Regions from separate parts of the Mus musculus genome. Here region 1 is linked to region 2. Evidence: chromatin contacts called from public Hi-C data. All regions are on one chromosome and are shown on one strand. Each heading gives the region's core, a stretch centred on a gene start, on an enhancer-like site or on the middle of the called end of the contact. The rest is flanking DNA. Distances are from core to core; before and after follow the strand shown.

What was found. A called contact is a pair of places that touch in the nucleus more often than the background predicts.
Region 1: a contact with region 2 is called in a Hi-C map of cerebellum, with 1.8 times the contacts expected there. The contact joins two enhancer-like sites. A contact is called at or near these places in 1 of 15 datasets of contacts at CTCF or cohesin (stem cell-derived epiblast-like cells), 12 of 484 Hi-C or Micro-C datasets (the N1E-115 cell line, brain, cardiomyocytes and 7 more) and 1 of 115 datasets of contacts at active chromatin or transcription factors (embryonic stem cells).

The regions. Positions count from the first base shown.
Region 1 is chr11:118,962,236-118,966,469 of GRCm38.p6, forward strand. It overlaps Gm35710 (a long non-coding RNA gene), which reads right to left. Exons shown (of 6, transcript XR_880341.2): 4 at 4,149-4,234. Among named protein-coding and RNA genes, the nearest start is that of Gm35710, 19 kb to the right of the region's middle. Within about 2 kb of position 2,111, at least 19 of the 459 cell types and tissues checked have an H3K27ac peak or open chromatin away from gene starts, as enhancers often do. A contact at or near this core is called in cerebellum, where this site is marked.
Region 2 is chr11:118,829,401-118,834,129 of GRCm38.p6, forward strand. All of the region lies in intron 1 of Rbfox3 (RNA binding protein, fox-1 homolog (C. elegans) 3), which reads right to left. Among named protein-coding and RNA genes, the nearest start is that of Gm11750, 46 kb to the left of the region's middle. Within about 2 kb of position 2,666, at least 7 of the 459 cell types and tissues checked have an H3K27ac peak or open chromatin away from gene starts, as enhancers often do. A contact at or near this core is called in cerebellum, where this site is marked.

The DNA.
Region 1 (4,234 bases), core at 861-3,360, 130 kb after region 2:
GGACCCTAAGAAGCACATGTGATGTCCCCCGGTCCTGGGCACTCCTAGCCATTTTCCACTTTTCCTGTCTCTGCCTGCTCTGGGAGATCCCAGTAATTTTATGCAGGCACCAGGCCCAGGGCAGTGTCCCCACCAGAATTTTAAGCTCATTGGCTCTGCATCACCTGAGAGACTTACAGTGACGGCTGAGAGAGTCTATGCAGGCTCTCACTGTACTCCATATATCTCAAAAATGCACCTTTGTTCCCTCTGAGTCTGTGAGTGAAGGATAAAACAGAGTCCCGTCCCACTGCCCTAGGTCTCAAAACCAAACTCCTGTCCCTTTAGCTGCTCCACCTGGCTCTATAGGACTAGCAACAAGCCATGTGATGGTTGAGAAGGCTCACCTGCTGCAAACGAGCAGGAGAAAGCCACCTTCGGGGATTCAGAGGGCACTCACTGAGACTGACTCATCCATACCTACTGTAGCCAGGGAAGCAACTTCCTGCCCCATTCGTCATCCTGTTAATGTCACAAAGAAGGGCTTCCAACAGCTTAACTACTCCCTGCCTGGTCTGGTCCCTCTGGGCCAGACTGTGACACAAGGCACATAAGAGGGGCAGTAGGGTAGGTCTTTGCAAATGCTGGTCATTCAGCCACAGAGAACCCATGTCCTGGGATAGCAGGACCCTCCATGGCTGCTTGTAATTTTCCAGATCAAGGATGTATCCAGTAACTCCAGTAGCTTCCTGCCTTGCCCTGAACCCCGGAACACTGTCTGAGGGGCCACATCAGTCCAGCCCCATCCCCTAAACAAAGATCTGGAACGTACCAAGAAGCCATGATGTTCGTTCCTGTGTGGAATCTGACTTTGGTCTCAGTTGGCTCAAAGCAAACAAAAGAGTCTATGAGCAGCCGTGCAGCTTCGAAGCTGGGGAAACTTCTGCTTAAACACACAAGGACATCTCAAGGGTAACCAGTGTAGGCCAAGGGTGTTGAGCTAGAGTCTCATTCTGTAACCCTGGAACTCAATATGTAGCTCAGGCTTGCCTCAAACTCACGGCAGTCCTCCTGCCTCAGCCTCTTGAGTGCTGGGATAACAGTTACGAGCCACCACACCTGGATCAGGTCTCCACTTGTTTGCTGGCTGCTGTCAGGGGCCACTGTAGGCTCCTAGTGGCCTCATTGGGTCCTCACCATGGGCATCCCTCAGGCCAGTGGCAAGGTCTCCCCGTGTTTGGCTACCATAGAACTGTATCTGTAAAGCTGGTTCTGACGAGAGACATGCAGTCAGCTCTCAAAAGCTAGGACTCAGCCGGAAATGGTGACCCCTCTGTAATCACAGCATGTCGGAGGCTGAGGCAGGAGGATTGCTGTGAATTTGAGGTCAGCTTAGGCTGAAGGCCAAGCCAGCCTAGAGGCTACATGAGACATTGTCTCACAGAATAGGGGGTTGCTGGGGTTGGGGAGGGGATGGAGAGAGAAAGGAGAGGAAGGGAGAGAGGTGGGAAGAAAGGGGTCACAAAAGCTGCAGGAGCTGAAGCCTGGCCTGTGGATAACCCACAGCCTTCTGAGACCCCAAGAGGACGTAATGGACAGATGGTCAGGAGGCCTCACAGCTCGCTACATGCCCGCAGACCTGAGCTCTTGCTTGCATTATTTACCTTCTAGTTAGAGAAAGAGGAAAAATGTAAGAGGTGCGCTCACATGACTATTGAGACCCAGAAGTCACAGCACCAGCTCTCTGCAAATGGACCAGGAGAAGCATGCTGTGACCCAGTGTCACCTTGTCAAGGGCCTGAGAGGGGTCCCAGCCACACTGAGCTTCAGGAGAGACAAGAACCCAAGTCACCCTTTCTCTGCTTTCTGTCCTGTGCAGAGCCCTGGCAGGTGGGACAGCGCACGCCCACATGGCAGCCATCTGCTTCCCAAGCTGCAGACCCAAAGTAGGTCCCCTCCAGGGACAAGGGCAGACACAGGCACCCCACAGCCTCATCAGGTTGATTGGGCCTCCCGCCTCCCCTCTCTGTCCAGTCTCTGAGCCGCAGGCTATGCAGAAGTCCAGGCTCACTCCACGCTGGATCTGGGAGGGCACCATGAAGAGGAAGGGGGAAAAAAACACTCTGGGACCAGCCAGGCTGGAGGCTGGGCCGGCACACAAGGCCTGTGCCAAGCCTGCAGCCGTCAAAGTTATTCACGTCTGCATCTGTGGGTGGAAGGCGGTTTCTAGAGGCCCCATTCAAAGTGGACCTGATCCTTTTCTCTTCCAGAAAGACCTGCATGGCTCCGGCTGTCATGGCCAGGCCCTCCCTACAGATGACAACAGAGCTCCCAGCTCCCAGACACACCACCTTCATCCAACGAGGAAGGATAGCAGTGCCCAAGGCTCTCGGTCACCATCCCAATGACCATGGGAGCCCTCTGTGGTGGCGCAGCTTGCCTTGTGGAAGTTCTAACCTCTGCAGCTCAGAACATGCCCTAATTTGGGAACAGGGATTTTACAGATGTAATCTCGAAGGATGAGCCTTTTGGGGTAGGGTGGGTCCAGGACGACAGTGCCCTTATAAGAGAAAACAACCTCAGACAAGAAGGCCAGGGTGGGTGGAGCAGAGACTGTGGTGATCCAGCCTCAAGCAGAGAGAGCAGCACCAAGGATGGCCAGCAGCTGCAGACACTGAACCAGGCAGGCAGATCCTCCCTGAGGCGTGAGCAGGAGCATAGCCTGCCACACCCCAAGTACAGAACTGGGCCTCTGGACTAGTAGCAAGTGCTTTCCTGCAGCCGCAGCCCTCGGTGAGAGGTTCATGTCGCTTCTCCCACGTAGCTAATAAAAGCAACTTAAGGAGGAGATTTACTTAATCTTCTGGCCTACGGGACAGTGCATCATGGCGGTAGGAACATGGGGCAGCTGGTCCTATTGCATCGGCCAGGAAGCAGAGGGTGGTGCAGGCTGGTCTCAATGTCTGGGAGCCCAGCCTGTGGGATGGCGCCACCCACGTTCAGGATGGGTCCTCCCCACTCAATTAAACCTCTCTGGAAACAATTACCTAAGCATACCCAGGTCTGTGTTTCCATGGTGATTGTAAATCCCTATCAAGTTGACGGCAAAGATTAACCATTACAAGGTGCGTTGGTTGCTATGGCCAACCCAGACCCTCACAGGCCTCTCCTGAGGCCCAGGACCATCAGGCATGATCAAAGAACAGTACACTCCCCTGAAAGCCCCAGGAGCTGGGCAGGGTCCTGAGCAGAGCAGAACAGGTTAGATCCCCGCTGGAGCTGGGGAGGGGAATGCGGTGTTCGGAAGCTGCTTGTGGGGTGCTCCCTCCCATAGTCAAGAGATAATCTCAAAGTTGGGGCCCTCCTCCCCAGAGGAGTGCCAGATCCATCGCACTGGATGTCATCAAATGTGTCCAAGGGAAAGGTGGCCGGGATGGGGACCTCAAAGAGGGAAGCAGCAGTGCAGGGTTCTTCCTGCACCTCCTCGCTCTCCTCACCTGTCTCCCTCCTCCCTCCTCCCCCCTCCCCCTCCCCCTCCCTCCTCCCTCCTCCCCCCTCCCTCCTCCCTCCTCCCTCCTCCCCCCTCCCCCCTCCTCCTCCTCCTCCCTCCTCCCTCCTCCCCCCTCCCTCCTCCTTCCTCCCCCCTCCCTCCTCCCTCCTCCCCCCTCCCTCACAGCCATCCTGTCATCATCATGGGTAGGGAAGAGGAAAAGAATGATGGCATCAAAGGAACCTGTCCCTCAAGCCCCCCAATGTTTCACACACCTCCCCTCACCCATCCTCCAAGTGGCAGGAAATGACACCACCCCAAGGCAGTGCACCATGTCCCCAAAGTCTCTGGATAATCCCCATTTCCCAAACTATTTCCTCAAAAGGCTTAAATCAGATGCTGTCTCCTCACAGATGGGCATGGCAGATGAGGTGGGAAGGAAAGGTGTCTTTCTATGACAGTAGTTCTCAGGCTATAGGTCGAGACTCCAATACAGATATTTACATTTCTATTCGTAACAGTAGCAAAAGTACAGCCACGAGGTAGCAATGAAAATACATTTATGGTTGGGGGTCACAACAATAAGAGGGACTTATGAAAGGGTTGCAGCAAAAGGAAGCCATGGGGGTAAGGTAGGGTGGACATCTGGAAAGGGTATGGAAACTTTTCTCATTCTTACCAGGGTCTCCGCAGTTTGCCTCTGAGTGGGAAGCTTTGGAAATGTCGCTTCCACCATCCACCGCTAAAGGGGGCCTGCTCACTCCT
Region 2 (4,729 bases), core at 1,416-3,915:
GCTACGCACAAAAACTGCACACAGGGGCTGAGGAGGTAGCTCATTTGTTAGAGTGCTTGCCCGGCATGCACAGAGCACCAAGTTAGATCTCAGCATAAACTGCACACGGTGGGGCAGGCCTACATAATCCCAGAACCTGAGGAGTGGAGACAGGGGAATCAGAATTCCAAAACCAAGTTTGACTCCATACTGAGTCAAGGGCAGACTGAACAAAACTGAGACCCTGTTTTAAAACAACAAATAAAGAAACAATAACAGTAACAATAACAAATAACAAAAAAACCAAGATGCCTCCAGGTATGAGATGGGGTAGGGAGGAAGCATCAGAAATCAGATTTTTTTTTCCTCTCAGGGGATAAACATGACTATTTTTCATAAGGAAATTGTTCTTAGGAAGGTATCTACATAGCCCTGTGAGGGCCAACCATCCCTGCAGGTAAAGAAAGACTCAGAGCCCACTCCTGGAAACCCAGGGGTAGCAGAGAGGCTCCTGGGAAACCCCCAAGTGGGGTTGTGGGGAGAGTGAGGCTTGGCATCAAGTCCCAGAACCCTTCAGCAATCATCATTGCTGTCATCAACACTTGAAGTGAGGGACCACAGAAGACACCAGCCAGGCCACCTCACCCTCCACCACAGCATCCCAGTACACACCAGCCCCATCATGGCTGCCAGCACTGGCTGGGTCTCTCTGCCTACCAGGGCTACAAGGCCAGAAATTCCTGAGCATTGGGCTCTCAAAGCAACAGGTGCAAGGCCCCAGGCCTCTCTGGAGAAGTCCAGGGTGTGTGTTCTGCATTTTCCTTGGGGACCCCAGTGGGCTCCATTCCAGCTGCCCACTACTGTCACCAGGATTCTCCCTCCCCATTTTCCCACACCCCTTCTCCTCTACTTGTCAAAACTGCTTGCCAGAACCAGAGAGATGACTTGGTTGGTAAAGGGCTTGCTTCACAAGCATGAAAACCTGGGTTGGATACCCAGGCCCCAAGGGGAAACACTAGGGAGGCAGAAACAAACATCCCTGAGGCTCTCCTACCAATGAGAATTCTGACCAATGAGTAACTGGCAAATTCAAGGCCAACGAACGACCTGGTCTCAAAGGTGAACAGTGGTGCTGAGGCTGACAAGCAGGTTGACTTCTGGCCCTTAAACACATGTACACCTGCATACATGTGTGCACGCATGCAGGCATGTTACTCTCTGAACCCAGAGAGTAACAAACCCTATACATACTGTTTGATCTTGTACATACAGACCTATGCTAAGATTTAAAAATGAAACACGCTAAGAAATTTGATCTAGGTGGATGGCTGAGCAGGTAAAGGGCTTGCCATGCACTTTACTGAGTTCAGTCCCCACCTAAAAAGCTACACGCAATGGTATCCATCTGTGTATCCAACAGTGGGAGGCAGAGAGTCAGGTCCCAGGGGGTTGCCAACCAGCCAGTCTATCTGAAACGGCCACAGACAGCATACTGCACATGCAGTGAGAGGGCTGATTTCAAAACACGTGGGTAAGAGGAGATTAAGGACGATTAAGACATCCAGTGTTGACATGGGGGGAGGAGGGAGGGTGTGATGCTCATGTGCACATACACACACACACATGTGCACACATGCACACACACAAAACAGAAAGGAGGGGGGATTAATAGTCATAACTAATAGTGAAATAGGACAGTTATAAACATATATTATGAAATTGCTGGTGCTCTAGCTTCTCTTGTGCTACCCAGCAGCCACATCTATCCCGTGACAGTCTGATGACTGAAATGGCTACTAAGTAAACAGCAATGACTACTAAGTAACAATGGCTACAAAGGAAACAGCAATGGCTACTAAGTAACAATGGCTACTAAGGAAACAGCAATGGCTATTAAGTATATAACAAGGAATAGTACATACAATGTAATGGAAGGGGGTGACTGACACCTAGGGTAGATGGAGCAGGACAACAGGAGATTCACCCTATGAGAGCTCTGTGAAACTTAAAACTTAGCAATATTCATTTCTGGAATATTCCACTACAGCCAAGTGCGGACTCCTGAGTATTGCTGCCATCTGTTAAGTGGTTGGTCGCTGTATGGTACCAAGCTCAATGCTCTACCCTCATTCAGTCTATGCCACAAAGGTCTGTCATTGCTTCATTTCCAGTTTGGGGCAGGAAGGCTGAGAAGGAATTGTCTAGGTCACACATACTGGGATGTGGTGGAGGGAGGGTACTTCCTGATCCTCACCCCCATGCACATCACACCTGTAAGTTCCAACCTTGAAAGTTCCCAGTTTAGCATGGAGACTAAACAAGGAAACAAAGATACCTGGGGAAGAGAAGAGAAACTAGGAAAGGAAAAAAAAGAAACAGATCCTCCAAGAGCTGCTGGCAGAAAGAGAAAAGGCCTGGGCTTTTCTGGGGGAGGCTGCACAGGAGCATAAAGAAAGGGGGCAGCAGAGGCCGAGATATGAGCAGTGGCCAGGCTGAGGCTAGGGCCGGTTACCTGCCTGGCCAGATGGAGCACCTTCAGAGGAGGAACCGAGGGTGCAGAAACTCTGGAATTGTCACTTGGCTCCCATGATCCCCAAATCACGAGCCAGAGGAACACCCAGGAGGATGTGAAGTGGCCATCTGCTTGGGGTGCTGGGAAGCGGGTGTTGCTGGGCACAGAGCTGAGCACGTGACCTCCTCCCTCCGAGCCTGTCCTCAGGTTCCTCATACTGTTTAACTCCCCTCCAAGGATGAGCCTCCAAGTAGCCCAGCTCAGCACCCCAAGATCTTGGACCCAAGTGGGGAGAGAAAAGGAGATAGGAATAAGGTCACACAGAGGCCAGTAAGGAATAAGCTGAGCTGACCCCTTCGCATCTGCTCCACCCTGTGTGTTACAGAGGTGGGGGGGTGGGTCAGAAACCACAATCTCATGGAATGCAGGGCAGGGTTCTTCATCATTGAAGAGAAGGAGGCACTGGAATTCAGTCTTCTCCCTATGGAAGCTGTCTCTGGGTGACATGGAAGTGGGGAGTAGGGGGCAAAAACCTGACCCTGTGCTGCTAACTCAGAGGCCTAAAAGGTCTCTAGACCAGTCCTCTACTGATGGCATGGCATCTCCAAGGATGTCTGCCTAGGGGTAGTTATGGCTGATGTCATCACAGCCTGATAATCTAAAAGATCCATCCGGGAAATGGCAGAGCTCCTGCATGAACTCTGATACACTTGGGACCACTGTGGGTGGAGTCAGAGGAACCTGGCCAGAGGTGAGGCTCTGCTATCTACTGACAGAGGTGACTGCCTCCCCTACAGACCAGAAGGAACATGAGTGAGAACCCATAGCCCCTGGATACTGCCTGCTCCTGCTAGATTCTTACATTCAACACCCTCATCTCCTACGTTAGACAGTTGTCCTGGGCCCACGTATATCTTTCATTGTGCATGGATGACCCTAGGCAACCCCATTAGGATGTACCAGGGACATTAGCACTGCCATCCCCAGCTTCACGGCATCCTTTCCACCTGCCATTTGAGGGAGTTCAGACTGGAAGATTCAGGCTCCCAGCAGCACAGTCCTGAGTCAGATGCAAGAAAACCATTATGCATGCCAGTCTTGTGGAGTCACCGAGTATAACTTTAGCTGGTGAGATGGACTGGAACACTAGGGATCCGTATTTCAGCCTTGGGGGAGGGACAGAGGAGGAGGGATAGTCCTGCTGGCTGCCTCCCAGCCATCCTGTCCACCTCAGTGGTCAATGTGGACCTGGGACAAACAGAAGGCTTCCCTTCCCAGAGCCAGGAGGCACGCCCCCACTGCCGTGCCTCCCGTGGCTTTACCGTCTGCACAGGGGAGCTGAAATCAAGGTGTTCTCTGAGTAACAGCTTTGAAGCAGCAGCATGACACCACTAGACTTTACCCCGGATAAGCTATTCACTTGACCACACCCATTCTGCAAGGCAGGGAGTGTGGACCTGGCTCTCAGGAGAAGCTGGCTATAGGCTACAGCCCCCAGAGGACTTGTCCCAGGATGTCATCAGTGAAATCTTGTCAGAGGGTCCAGAGACTCACCTAACAGAGAGGAAGTACCACAGTCATCGTTGAACACATCTGGAAGGCCTGGCTCAGTGAATACTGCTCTTCCTGACCTGGGAATCCCACAGGGTTAACAAGGCCCCTGAGCAAAGAGGTTCAGGCCAGTTTTTCCCCCAGAACCCTCTGCCAAAAGGCTCGCTCTGTCTCTGTCTCTGTCTCTGTCTCTGTCTCTGTGTCTATCTCTGTCACTGTCTCTCTCTCGCTCTCTCGCTCTCTCTCTCTCTAACTGATGTCCAGTCTGGGATAGATGTCCAGTATCAAGGACACAAGGAGGGACTATGGGCCTCAGAGTCCAAGTTTCCACAACAGAAGCTTTGTCAGAGGCCTGCAAATGTCCTGACAGGACGAGAAGCATCTGTGACCCCAGCAGTCATTCAAAGGAACAGGGTGGGGGTGGGGAAGGTGGCAGGAAGCGGGAAAACAGTGCCACCCCTGAGCCCCTGTGGGGACTGAGAGGACCTGCTAGGGCACACCCAACAGGAGCAGCTACCCTGGGCCAGCCTCATCCTTCAAGGAAACTGCTGGGGCATGCAGGGGCCTTTCTAGAGGTTTATGTGCTTTTTATTAATCAATCTCATGGGGCAGCATAGATGCCCTTCCTGGAGGGTCTGCAAGAGACCCAACCTTTGTCCCTTGGGCTTGAAGGTAGGTACAGTGAGA